2 separate regions of the Mus musculus genome follow, and region 2 is linked to region 1. A link is a contact called in public HiChIP or PLAC-seq data. All regions are on one chromosome and are shown on one strand. Each heading gives the region's core, a stretch centred on a gene start, on an enhancer-like site or on the middle of the called end of the contact. The rest is flanking DNA. Distances are from core to core; before and after follow the strand shown.

Evidence for each region. HiChIP or PLAC-seq counts read pairs in DNA pulled down with a chosen protein or histone mark.
Region 2: a contact with region 1 is called in an H3K4me3 HiChIP or PLAC-seq map of the SCID.adh cell line, with 12 read pairs. The contact joins the promoter of Dbr1 here to the enhancer-like site in region 1. A contact is called at or near these places in 4 of 39 promoter capture datasets (the 3T3-L1 cell line, the HPC-7 cell line, HPC-7-derived erythroid cells and 1 more), 7 of 115 datasets of contacts at active chromatin or transcription factors (the SCID.adh cell line, T-cell acute lymphoblastic leukemia, bone marrow-derived macrophages and 3 more) and 2 of 9 other capture datasets (adipose tissue and liver).

Annotation. Positions count from the first base shown.
Region 1 is chr9:99,088,238-99,094,751 of GRCm38.p6, reverse strand. It overlaps Pik3cb (phosphatidylinositol-4,5-bisphosphate 3-kinase catalytic subunit beta), which reads left to right. Exons shown (of 24, transcript NM_029094.3): 5 at 89-312; 6 at 1,530-1,709; 7 at 4,432-4,602; 8 at 6,070-6,147. Among named protein-coding and RNA genes, the nearest start is that of Pik3cb, 49 kb to the left of the region's middle. Within about 2 kb of position 4,066, at least 53 of the 459 cell types and tissues checked have an H3K27ac peak or open chromatin away from gene starts, as enhancers often do. A contact at or near this core is called in the HPC-7 cell line, the SCID.adh cell line and bone marrow-derived macrophages, where this site is marked.
Region 2 is chr9:99,572,861-99,579,374 of GRCm38.p6, reverse strand. Dbr1 (debranching RNA lariats 1) reads right to left here and starts at 3,576. Exons shown (of 8, transcript NM_031403.3): 1 at 3,250-3,576; 2 at 2,675-2,799; 3 at 854-934; 4 at 1-18. The coding sequence starts at 3,446.

The sequences.
Region 1 (6,514 bases), core at 2,817-5,316:
GATATTTTGTGTTCTTTTCTTTTTTTTTTTTTAAAAAACAAAACTATTTTTAGCTATGAAAAATGTAACATTCACAAAATTTCTTTAGGTCTTCATGAGTTTGATGCCTTGAAGGATCCCGAAGTGAATGAATTTAGAAGAAAAATGCGCAAATTCAGTGAGGCCAAGATTCAGTCTCTGGTAGGGTTGTCTTGGATCGACTGGCTAAAGCACACGTATCCGCCTGAGCACGAGCCGTCCGTCCTGGAGAACTTGGAAGATAAACTTTATGGAGGAAAGCTGGTTGTGGCTGTGCACTTTGAAAATAGCCAGGTATTGTTTGATATAATATTTATATTCTCTTGTAATGAGCCTCTGATTTTATCTGACTGCCACTGCATTCTTAGAAGTGCTTCTTGCTTAGAAAGCACTACTGCAAAGAAAACTCGCAGAGTCAATAGACTTAGTCTGTAATTGTGTAGGATTGGGATAGGCTTTGTACAGAAATTCTTGACGTGTTACAATAGTATTTTAGAGTTGTCATTTTTAGAGTTGTCAAACCACACTTCTTAATTGTCTTTTAAAGTTGTTTACCTAGCACACACAAGGCCATAGGTTCAAACCCTAGCACTTCTCTTCCCCTCCCTGCCCCCACAGTTGGTAAAATTGGACAGAAATCATTAATTGATAGGTTACTCAGCAGTAAGGTATGGATCTTTTCATACCAACACATGTCTCTTTTTTTGTCTCTGCTGGGCATCAAGCCTAGGCCATGGCACAGGAGTGCACACCTGTTATTCCAGAGTCAGAAACAGGCACATCTCTGAGTTCGGGACTACTCTGGACTACAGAGTGAAAACTAGGACAGCCAGGGCCACACACAGAAACCCTGTATCCAAAACTGAAAGCAAAACAAACCAACAACAATAATAAGCCAGGCCATCATGGTAGGCCTGTGGGCTGCTGCGGAGCTCTACCGGGACCCCAGGTTTTGTAATAATTAATTGGACACTCTTTTTGGACACTCTAATTGACCTCTTATCTGAGAGTAAACTTCAGCTAATTTTTGGTGTGGGGTTTTTTTTTGAAACAAAACAAATGATTATGACATTTAAATAATATGTTTGCATAAAGAAAAAATGTCATATATATCACGTTTGTTTTATCTTCATAAAACTAGGGGTCTCCTTGGATAAAATATTTTTTAAATGACCAGTAAATATTCCTATTAGCAAAGACTCCAAACCAAAGAATAAGCCCAGTATCCAAAGTATCCAGGCTGGCCCAGAACTCCTGAGCCTCTGCAGGCTGGCCCAGATCCTGAGCCTCTGGCTCTACTGCCTAAACTCTGGGACTATAGGAGAATGCCACTATGCCCAGCAACTTTAGCTGAATAGCAATCTTACCTTCAGAGCTGTGATACTCAGAATGCAATAACATTACTTTTAAATTATCAGTGTGTAAATGTTTAGCATATAGAACATCTGAGCACACTTGTGTTTTCCCGGCAAATATAAAATTTATCACATTTCTGCCTTCCCTCATTTTAGGATGTATTTAGTTTTCAAGTGTCTCCCAATTTGAATCCTATAAAAATAAATGAATTGGCAATCCAGAAACGCCTCACTATTCGTGGAAAGGAAGATGAAGCTAGCCCCTGTGACTATGTGTTACAGGTCAGTGGGAGAGTGGAGTATGTGTTTGGCGATCATCCACTAATTCAGTTCCAGGTATGTATAGTGACTGACTGTCACTGCAGGAGTGTACATAGGCGCCTTTACCTTCCAGATCTTTAAGGAAGTGCCTGTAGCTGACTGACCATTTGGAACCTACAGAAAACTTTACAGAATTATATAATAAACATCTGTTACTGGACCCTGCTCCTAGGTGATTGTTACTAAAGTTTTGGCAAGTGTTTTTTTTCTCGAAGTTATGTTTGCTTTGGACAGTGATCGCACGTGTGAGTTTGTGTCTGCGTTCTTACACTCTGCTAGTGGATTAGTTCAGTGCTTCACATTATTTTCCTGCAGCATGGGATCCTAACTGTGTTATGTATAGCTGCTTATTAGTTTTTTATAAACATATTTGAGAGTTAGATTCTGGAGGAAGTGTTAAAAAAAAAAAAACCCTACTTGTTGAAATAGATGCTTATAAGCATCTCACAGAAAAAGTAAAGGTTTTTTTTTAAAGGGCTAACAGGATGACTTAGCAGTAAAGGCGATTGCTGAGCCCTGCTGAGACTGAGTCTGTTCCCAAGAACTGCTGTACAGGTAGACAGAAGGAACGGACTCCACAGAGTTGTCCTCTGACCTCCACAGCCCCCACACATGCATTACACACACACACACACACACACACACACACACACACACACACACACACACACACACAATACCTTTTAAAAAGAAAAGGATTCTTTTAGTTTTTTGTTTCTGTTGTTGTTTCGGGTATTGAGCCCAGGCCCTTCTGTAATTTGAGCATGTGCTTTTCCCACTATCTAATTACCTTGAGATTTCTTCACCAGAAGGTTTGGATTTGTCATCAAGGAACTTAAAAAATACTGTATTGATTTGAAAACTGAAAGGTGGTTGTTATAGGAGCAGTAACTGAAAAGGGGCCAAGCTACATACAGATCAGTAGAACAGTTTAAAGCCTAGGGTAGGTGGGTTAGTTGGTTGGTTGGATTCTGTTCCATTTTGTGGTAGTGTTAGGTTTTTGAGACCAAGGTTCTACTCTATAGCCCACAGGGATGTAATCCTGCTCCAGCCTCCAGCTATTGAGCTACACACGTGAGTTAGCTCTTGTCAGGAGTGTGGAGGGGCCACATATTGAGTGATGTCTGTAAGAAAAGAAAGTTTTGAAGTCAAGTGTGGCAGTATGTTCATGCTCCTAGCAGTGGAGAGGCAGAGGCAAGAGGTCTGGAGTCAACAACCAGGCCAGGCTATTCGATCCCTGTTTCGAGTGTCCAAAGAGAAAACGGGTTGAGATGCATTTAACAGGTAACAGAATTTTATACTGTCTTGTCTGTTAAAGTTGTGGCATGTCCTCTTGTTCAAGAGGGGGCCTAGGATAGGACAGCTTATGTGCACAGCTCTGGGGTAGTGAGCAGTTGAGCTCTAGCTGAGCAGGAAGAAGAAAGCAAAAGTGTCAGGTGAGCAACCTGGAGATCCTTCTCTTCCTCCCAGTCTGTCGTCTTGCACAAGACATCCTCCATCAGGCTAGCACAGAATAAGCTGGATCAAGCTTTGGATCTATAGAAGGAGTTTATTTTCAGGAATTCATGGGATTTATACATATATATTTGTAATCTTAAAAGTAGGAATGGTCACTGTTTGTTTTTTAGTTTATCTTTTGTGGAGCCTCCTGGTTTTATGAAAATAAAACATTAGACTGAAAGACCAGAAGGTCTTTCCTGGGTAAACTGCTGGTGGCGCTCGCCTAGAATCCTGTGCTGCAAAAGGGCCACCTCAGGCGTCCTCTGGACTTAGACCATCCCTGGCTGATTGGCCAGCATGTAACTTGGGCATCAGATAAATAGATTTATATTTGGGTCTTAGAGATACGAGGTGTGTTAAGTTAGCTCTTCTGGTTTTCATGGCCACAACCTGTGAAATGGAACTTGGTCTCTTGAAGACTGTTATTAAGAATAACCACAATGTAAGTATCTCTCTCCATTCCTAGGTAATTGGGTACTCAGTTAACAGTGGCTGTTTTATGTGGGTTTTTGCTGTTGATGGCTTGTTTGATGATAACAATTGGACAGGGTTTCTTGCACCTGCTAGGCAATGATCTGAATTCAATCCTTGGCCCGTAGTCTTCAGAGACAGGGCCTCTTGCTCATACTGAGCTGAGCTACTGTTTTCTTAACACTGACCTCAAGCTTGTGGCCCCTGGGTTTAGTTTCCCAGCAGTACACCACAAAGATGCATCAGCATTGCTGTGCTGTGCTGTGACCTTATAACGTTTTCACTTGTTCTATGTGTAGTTGTGTGCACCAGAGTGTGCTTGTGGAGGTCAGGGAACAACTTTTGGGAGTAGTTTCTCTCCTGCCACCGTAGGTCAGGGCTGAACATGAGTCATCAGACTTGGTGACTTGATGACTTGGTGACTAGTGCCTTTCCCTGCTGAGCCAGCTCACTGACTCCTGTGTTGTAGTTTTACATTTACTTTTATATTACGTGTATGGGGGTTTTGCCCTTGTGGACGTATGTGCACCATGTATATGTAGTGCCTAAAGAGGCCAGAGGTGGTTGCAGGATTCCCTGGAGCATCCAGGGGCTGCTGCCTCTCCAGCTTTCCTGTGTTGTGACTTTAAATGATTATATTCTTGATACTAAGTTGAGTAACATATACCTATACTGTACATTTAGTGTAGTGCTGTTCATATTAATTTTCTTTGTTGATTTAAATGATGCCTGTAAATCTCTACCCTCGCCTCTCCTGCTACTTCAGTACATCCGGAATTGTGTGATGAATAGAACCCTGCCCCACTTCATCCTTGTGGAATGTTGTAAGATCAAGAAAATGTATGAACAAGAAATGATTGCCATAGAGGCTGCCATCAACCGAAACTCATCCAACCTTCCTCTCCCTTTACCACCAAAGAAAACGCGAGTTATTTCTGTAAGTTTCCTGTGTCGGCCTTTGGTAACCCCAAAACCATGTGATTTTCAGTTGTGCTCTCAGTCTCAGACCTGTTTCCTTTACTCACTTCTCCTTCTGTGACAATCAACATCTTTGCCAAAAGCTCATCACCATTTACTTGAAAAATAGCCTTCTCCTGCATGGTATTTTTAGTGCCCTCTCACCAAATACTATCAGGTTAGATATTATACTTAATCAGCTTGAGACACAGGACACAAGATATCTGAATAGGCAGACTATTTCTATGTTGTTTCTTTTTCTCAGCCTTGCTTGTGGCTCTGGTTCCCAACTTGAGGCTTAGAAATCCCCAGCGGTGTATCTCATTTCTTTTCTTTTTCTTTTTGTAAAAGATTTTTATTTATTTTATGTATATGAGTACACTGTCACTGTCTTCAGACACCAGAAGGGGGCATCAGATCTCATTAGGAGTGGTTGTGAGTCATCATGGGTTGCTGGGAATTGAACTCAGGACCTCTGGAAGAGCATTCAGTGCTCTTAACCACTGAGCCAGCTTTCCAGCCCAGCATATTTCATTTCTATCAGCTTAACCTTTTAGGACAGTTTTGGGGTGACTAAGGCAGTTAAAACCAGTGTTCCATTGTGGGTTCAGGCTGGCATGGAACTTGTTTAGACCCAAGGCAATCATGATCATCCTGTCTCAGTTTCCTGTGTTCTGGAATACAGATGGGTTCCAACACGTCCCCCTGCCCTCTGCCTGCCTCTCCCTCACTTCACTTCTTAGCATTAACAGACACAAAAATCAAGTGCTAGTAGTGCTTCATTTGATATTTATGATTTTTGGCAGAGGATGGTTTTTTTTGTGTGTAGCCCTAGCTATCCCAGAACTCACTTTGTTGTAGACCAGACTTTCCTGGAACTTAGAGATCCATCTGTCTCTGCCTCTGGAGTTCTGGGATGAAAGGTGTGCTCCGTTGTTCCTGGAAATACCCCTGATTCTTACTTGTTAGATCAGAGCAGTTTTCACAGCTTGTGCTGTGTGGGAGCTGAGAGACTTGCATGGTTAGTTAGGGTTACCATTGTGATACAGTGCCACAACCAAGAGCAGCTTAAGGAGGAAGGGTTTATATCCTTACATATCCTGAGTCATAGTTCACTGGGGTAGGAACCTGCTGGCAGGAGCTGATGCCATCCATGAAGGGATGCTTACTCCCCATGCCTTGCTCAGCCTACCTTCCTGTAGAATCCATGACCACCAGCCCAGGGGCAGCACTACCCACAATGGCCTGGACCTTTCTACAGCAATCTAGAAAAGCACCACAGGCTACACAGGCCTACAGCCAGATCCTATGGAAACATTTTCCTGACTGAGGTTCCTGCCTCAGATGACTGTAGTTTTGGTCAGGGTGACATGCGTAGCTACCCAGCTGTCATGTCATAGTCATGCCTTCCACTGAAAGTCTCTGTGTTTATTTTGTTCTTTTGCAGCATATCTGGGACAACAACAACCCTTTCCAAATTACCTTGGTTAAAGGAAATAAGCTTAATACAGAAGAAACTGTGAAAGTGAGTACTTTTTTAAAGAGTTGAGTGATCTTGAGTACTTATTTGTATAATTCATGAACTCTGTGCTATCATTTGTAGAGTCTGGCAGCTTGTTATAAAACTATTGAGCATTCTATCTGCCTTGCTTTTTTTTTTTTTAAATGGTTTTTTGAGACAGGGTTTCCCTGCCTCTGCCTCCCAAATGCTGGGATTAAAGGCATGTGCCACCACTGCCCAGCTTTTCTTCCTCTTTTTAAAGACAGTTTTTGTATGTAATCCTGGCTGTTCTCCTAGAGTTTGCTTTTCTTTTTCTTCCCCTCCCCACCCCCCCCCCCCTTTTTGAGACAGGCTCTCATGTAGGTCAGATTGGCCTAAAACTTATTCTTGC
Region 2 (6,514 bases), core at 2,327-4,826, 490 kb before region 1:
GGGGGCACTCAAAATGACCTTAAATTGAAGAGAAATAAACCATATGACCATTGTCTTTCCAAAAGAGATTCCCAATTCGCATTCACACAGCCCATGGAACACAGAGCCCGCCCATGTGTGGAGTCCATGCCAACAGATTAGCATGGAGAGCAGAGGGGCAAGGATGAGGAAGTAGACTTTCAATTAACAGTTACATTAAATATGTACACTTTAGTTGTCAATTTAACTCAGGAAATTTGTGAAATCTATATGAATGTAAGCCACTGCTCTAACCAAAAACCACTTAGATACTGTGAAATGAAAGGTAACTGCGGTGTGTCTAAACAATGAACTACTATCTACAGACAAATGAGCAGATTACAGGTAAGTAATGACCTGGACTTCAGAAACTCGTTAAAGCAGCAAGTAAGCTGCAAAAAGATGCAAGCAACGCAACACATTTACACAAGGTGGAAACACACTGAACCCTGTGTACTCGGCAGTGACATGAAATAACCAAGTGAATGATAAACACCAAGCTGGAAACTGCGATTCCCTGGCTACCAGAGGGGGAAGAAGAGGAATCCGACAGTCAAGTCAGTGAACTTCTACTATACCTATACTGTTGTATTTCTTAAAAGTCAAAATTAAAATGGCAAACCCTGAAAAAATTCTAATAAAACTAGATCATGGACACATAGATATACTATATAGCATCTACATTTTCCTGTCCATAAAATACTTATAATAAAAAATTAAGAATAATATCATTTACAGAAGGAATCTGATGAATAAGTCAAACTATAAATTTTGGTTATTTTACTAGAGGGCATGCAAGCTCTAAACTATAAAAGTAATCCCGTCAGAACAATACCTTTTCTATAATCATGAGATTTAAATATGCCAGAGATGCCACCAATCCTTACTCCTCGGTATTTGACAACACCAGCCAAGCCTGAAAAATTATGCATTTTAGTAAAACGGTTTAAGCAAAAAAGAATCTACTAAGAAAAGAAAAGAAATCTTTTAGAAGCCTGAAATTCTATGCGGTCCTTAAATCATTTGAAAGTATTTGCCATCCCTCTTCACACACTGTTATATGCTGATGATCCACAAGGCAGAGTAGGCCTGGAACCAATCAGACAAGAAACTAAGTGGATTCTAAAAGGATGAAGAGACAGGATGTTAAAAGCAAACAGTGAACTGTGGTACCTAACAGTGCATGGTGATACCTAACAGTGTACTGTGGTACCCAGCTGAACATGCAATTATGTGGGAGAAAGTGAAGGGGAAGGACAATGTCCTGTGATGGCCTTACACAGTGGGAGTCAAGTCAGCAGGTGTAATGTCCAAAGAGCACTGCATTTCTACATTTTCATTTTCAACTCAACTGACAATCCCACCTTGTCTTTTCATTTGTTTGAGACAGGTCTTATGATGCAGTTCTGGATGACCTGGAATTCACTCCATAGACCTGGCTGGCCTCAAAACTCCTAGAGATCAGCCTGCCTCTGCCGCTACAGTGTTGGAATTAAAAACATGCCCAGCCCAAATTCATCTCTTCATAATACTGAGATTGTTGAAAGATGGCAAATCAGTAATGACAGAGAAACAAAATTCCCAAAGTTAAGATTTCATCACTAGAAAAACTTGAACATTATTCTAGAAACAATCACTTATATAAAGAGATAAAAGACCTGCAAACTTTAAAAGATGAAAAACAAAAGGAACACTTCAAGTGATATCATAGTAAATCCAGTCAGCTAAATCCAGAGCCCAGGAAATGCTACAGGGCAATCAACCTCACTGCCTACAACACACAAACCATAGAGGAAACAGAAAACAGAAACAAGGGAAGGAAGGATAAAGAGTCTAAGAGGCAGAGCCCTGAACACCAAATATTTGGATCCTACCTGAGCAAGTCATTTGTAGATCCGGTAACTGAGACATGCAGAGAAATGCGTATGGACAAGGCACGAGAGAAGGACTAACTCACTATAGTTAGGTATAAAATGGCACCAGAACTACGTGTGTCTAAAAAAAATCTATCACTCGAAAGTCATGTACTTAGGGGCTGGAGAGATGGCTCAGAGCACTGGATGCTTTTCCACAGGTCCCGAGTTCAATTCCCAGCACCACATGGTGGCTTCTAACCATCTATAATGGGATCTGGTGCTCTGTAGGCACATATGCACTCAGAACACTGTATACACGGTAGATAAATAAATACATCTTGGGGTAGGGGGAGTCATGTACTTAAAAATCCACAAATGAAATAACCCAGTGGTTAGGATTTGCTTTAAGGCATCCCAGCCATCTCCCTCAGGAAAAGTTTAAACAATACTGGATATTTAAATATGGGAGTAGAACAAAGTAATAGGAGTTGAGGTTAACAAGTAAAGAAATTTATTAAACTACTCGGTATTTTTATGTATGTTTAGCATTTTCCATTATAAAGTTTAATGCAATAAGAAAAAAGCAAAGAGACTACAAAAAAAAAAACTTGTCATCATATTAGCTATTATTTAAACCTCTAGAAGAAAATGGATGTATGTTCATGACTGGCCATTTAATAACTATTTTAACTCAATTCTCATGATTATTTAAGTTAATGGCATTCACCACATGTCTTCTAGAAGCTGCCCAGCTGGTACAGATTCTGACAAGACCAAAAAAAGTGCACATAAACACATACCTAAATAATAAATATTCGGCGCTACCCAGCCACCATAGGGTAACTCTTGCAAATGGTTTGAGGCTTCATGGTTTCCTCCAATGAAGATGGTGAGAACCGGGGCCTTTTTCTCTCCAGAGTAATATCTACAACATAACGGTAATAAAGCTGTCAGGAACCAAACTAAACACAAAAAAGCAAGAGGTCAGAAGGAAAAGGCCGAGCTCAAAAACGATCAAACGGTCCCCACTATCTTCCCATCCCTGCCCTTAAGAATAAATTAAATCTTGAGTGTCGAGCACACATTCATTGAGATCAAGAACTTTGTGAAGTGCAAGTCTGGGCTTCTAGAACCCAGACTAGCACACAGCAGGTCACGGGAAAACCAGATCATTAAATCAACTAACCATCGTGTTCTAGCAAATCCAAAGTATCTAAACCTGCTGGTGTCACCCCGGGTCCCTGGGAAGAAGAGCCAGGTGTGTACAGAGAGGAGGAGGCCAGGGCCATTTCCTAAGCTCCGGGTCCAACAGACATCGCGATCTGCGGCAGCAGGACCTGGAACCCCACGCGAGGACCGGCCGCGCGCCCCTCACCTGTAGAAGGTCTGCATGTGACGGTACTTGGGCGGCACGGCCATGCAGCGCAGGTCGGCCTCGTTGCGCACCGCCTGGAAGTCGCCGCAGCACAGAAGGAGATCCACGGGTCCCGAGCCGCGCCGCTCCGCCAGCGCCAGAGTCTCGTAGATCTTGTCCAGCTCGCCGTGGCAGCAGCCGGCCACGGCCACCCTCATCGTGACGTTGGGCCGCGGAACTCAACAGCAACACCCCGGAGCACCTGCAGCCCGGGTCGCACAGCAAAGAACACCAGGCAGCCGGCCCACCCGGCTCCCGCCAACACCAACCGAGCCGCGGCTGAGTTTCGAGTCCTTTATGTAACTTCCGGCTTCCAAGTCTCGCGAGAGAGGGAACGGGAAGGGCCCGGTCAAGCCGGAGGGGGGAAACTTTGAACTTGTTTAATGGAGACCCTGTCTGTCTTCGTGATCCCTTGCGTGCTAGCAATCTAGTGGGTTACATTGTTTAAAACTAGAAAAAGAAATAAAATCTCCAAGAATAGGGATTGAATTTAGTAAAATCAAGGTAAGCAGCCGGGCGTGGTGGCGCACGCCTTTAATCCCAGCACTTGGGAGGCAGAGGCAGGCGGATTTCTGAGTTCGAGGCCTTCCTGGTCTACAAAGTGAGTTCCAGGACAGCCAAGGCTACAGAGAAACTCTGTCTCGAAAAACCAAAAAAAAAAAATCAAGGTAAGCAAGTGAGCAGGAGCGATTGAGCAATTAATTCCCTAGAGCAAATCTCTCCCTGGCAACGATGATTGCCTTAAAAATGAATTAGAAAGTAAAAAGAGGTTTTAATGATGACATTAAAATTTAAATGCAACGTTGAAGCTTACTGATTATTTTAAAACTATACACCAACCCTCCCGGGGGGAATTTCTAAAATTATTTTTGACTAAGGGGAATGGGTATTTTCCTACCAAATTGTTTGCCTAACTGTAACGCAAGATGAATGAAAGGTTAAATATCTCGAAAACTTCTGGAGAGAAAAGGTGGCGACTAATCAAGGAAGAATGAATGGCAAAGAAGAAAGCCAGTAAAGGAAATCTAATCAAGGGCATACAGTTGTAGCGCCACGAAAGTGTTAGCGATCCCCCAAAACCAGGCAGGAGCCCATCTGATGTAACTCATAGCACGGTCTTTATTCTATCCCAGCTCGCTGTGGCTCGCCACCAACACACAGCACAGTTTTTGGTGTACCCCGAATGTCAGTGGGGACAAGACTTTATAGAAAGCTACAAGCAGAGGGTGGGATGTGGTAGTGGTGGTAGTTAAGCATCTAATTCGAGAGCTACCATGGCCTTTAACACAATTGGCTGGTGCTGGGAGTCATATCATAAACTTAATTTCTGCTTCCCTCTGCATTAGTGGTCGTTAGGCAGGGGGTGGCCTCGTAACCTGGGGGTGCAGATATGTTGGGGTAATAACCTGGGGACGCTGGTCTTGTTGAGGGGTAACTTGGAAACTAGTGTTATGTTGGTTAGTTTGTCTGAGTTCAAACTTTGGCCAGGTTCTCTAAAATGGAGTCTGAACTTACAAGATTTGGCCTCTCAACAGAGAAGTATACATTTAAACAACTGAAAAATTTAATCAGTTAAATACAATCTAGGCTGGGGGCGTGGCAGGGGGAGGGAGGGGATGGTGGCTCTGCCTTTAATCCTTGTATTCCAGAAATAAGCAAGCAGATCCCTGGCCAGTGTGGTCAGCATGGTCTATAAAGTGAATTAAGACAGCTGGGGCTAGCCGGGCGTGGTGGTGCTCGCCTTTAATCCCATTACTCGGGAGTTTGAGGCCAGCCTGGTCTACAAAGTGAGTTCCAGGACAGCCAGGGCTACACAGAGAAATCCTGTCTCGAAAAACAAAACAAACAAAAAAATTTGACAGCTGGGACTGATGCATGGAGAAGCCCTGTCCCATAAAACCAAGAAAGAAAAAAGAAAAAGAAAGAAAGACAAAACCATACAGAGAAATGTCTCAGAAAAGACGATCTAATCAAGGTTATACAATTTTATAAGTCAGACTCTACTCTTTTTTGCGTCTGTTCTGTTTGTTCCTTCCAATTTTCCTTTCCTTTCCTTTTCTCTTCTTTTCTTTGGAGACAGGATCTTTTTATGTATCTCTGATTGGCCTGGAACTATGTAGATCAGACCGGCCTGAACCTGAAGTAGGCTTTCATTTTTAACTTATACAAACTACTTCCTTCTAGATTCTTTACATAGAATTTTTTTTTCATTTTGTGTATATATTCCTTTAGAACCATGCCTCAAAACATTAGATATTCCTTGGCTACTGGTACAAAATGCCAGATTATTATAAAACCCATCTCAGCAAGATTTTCAAATATAAGCTAGATGAGCTTTTAATTTCCTCTAAAGACCTGAGGTACAGGAACGTGCCAACACCAGCACAGCAACTCCTTCCTTCCTCTGGTCATGAAAGGAGCAGGCATGCTGGCTCATTCCAGTTTTCACTGTTTCCTAGAAGGAGACACCACAGTGGTGCCTGTGCCTACATTTATTCAGGTCTCTATTACCTGAGCCCAAGCCCAGTGAAGTAGGTGTCATGTAACACACACATATACACACACACACACACACACACACACACACACACACACACACACACAGAAGGTGTCCTTGTTAAGCTATGTAGTTTGACTCTTTCTCCCTCAGAAAGGCAGTTTCTCCCATTCTCAGCATTTCTTAGTTGCTTTAGGGTGTCTAGGTTTGAAGGATTTTTCCCATGGGATTTTTCTCTTTCATGATAGCATGTCCATTGGCTTTTTGTTTGTTTGTTTGTTTGTTTGGCTGTTTGTTTGGTTGGTTTCTTTGTTGGTTGGTTGGTTTTAGGTTTTGGGTTTTATTAAGACAAGGTTTCCTTGTGTAGCTATGACTGTCTTGGAACTTGGTCTGTAGGACAGGATGGCCTTTAACTCGCAGAGACCTGCACTCCTTTGTCTCAGGAGTGCTGGAATCAAAGTGGTATGCCACCATGGCACAGCAGCACATCCACTGGTGTCATCCGTGTTTGCTCCTTGTTTTGTCAGCCATGTCAACGAGACTTCATTTCTAGGAGACACAGCCTCACTGCAAATTCTCTGGCTCTTCCAATCTTTCCTACTTCTCTTCTGTGGTGACTCCTGAGCCTTAGATGCAGTAGTTAATTTTACTTGTTGTATGTGTGTTGTCTGTCTGACCATCTGTCTCTCTGTCTCTGTATATGTGTGTGTGTGTGTGTGTGTGTGTGTG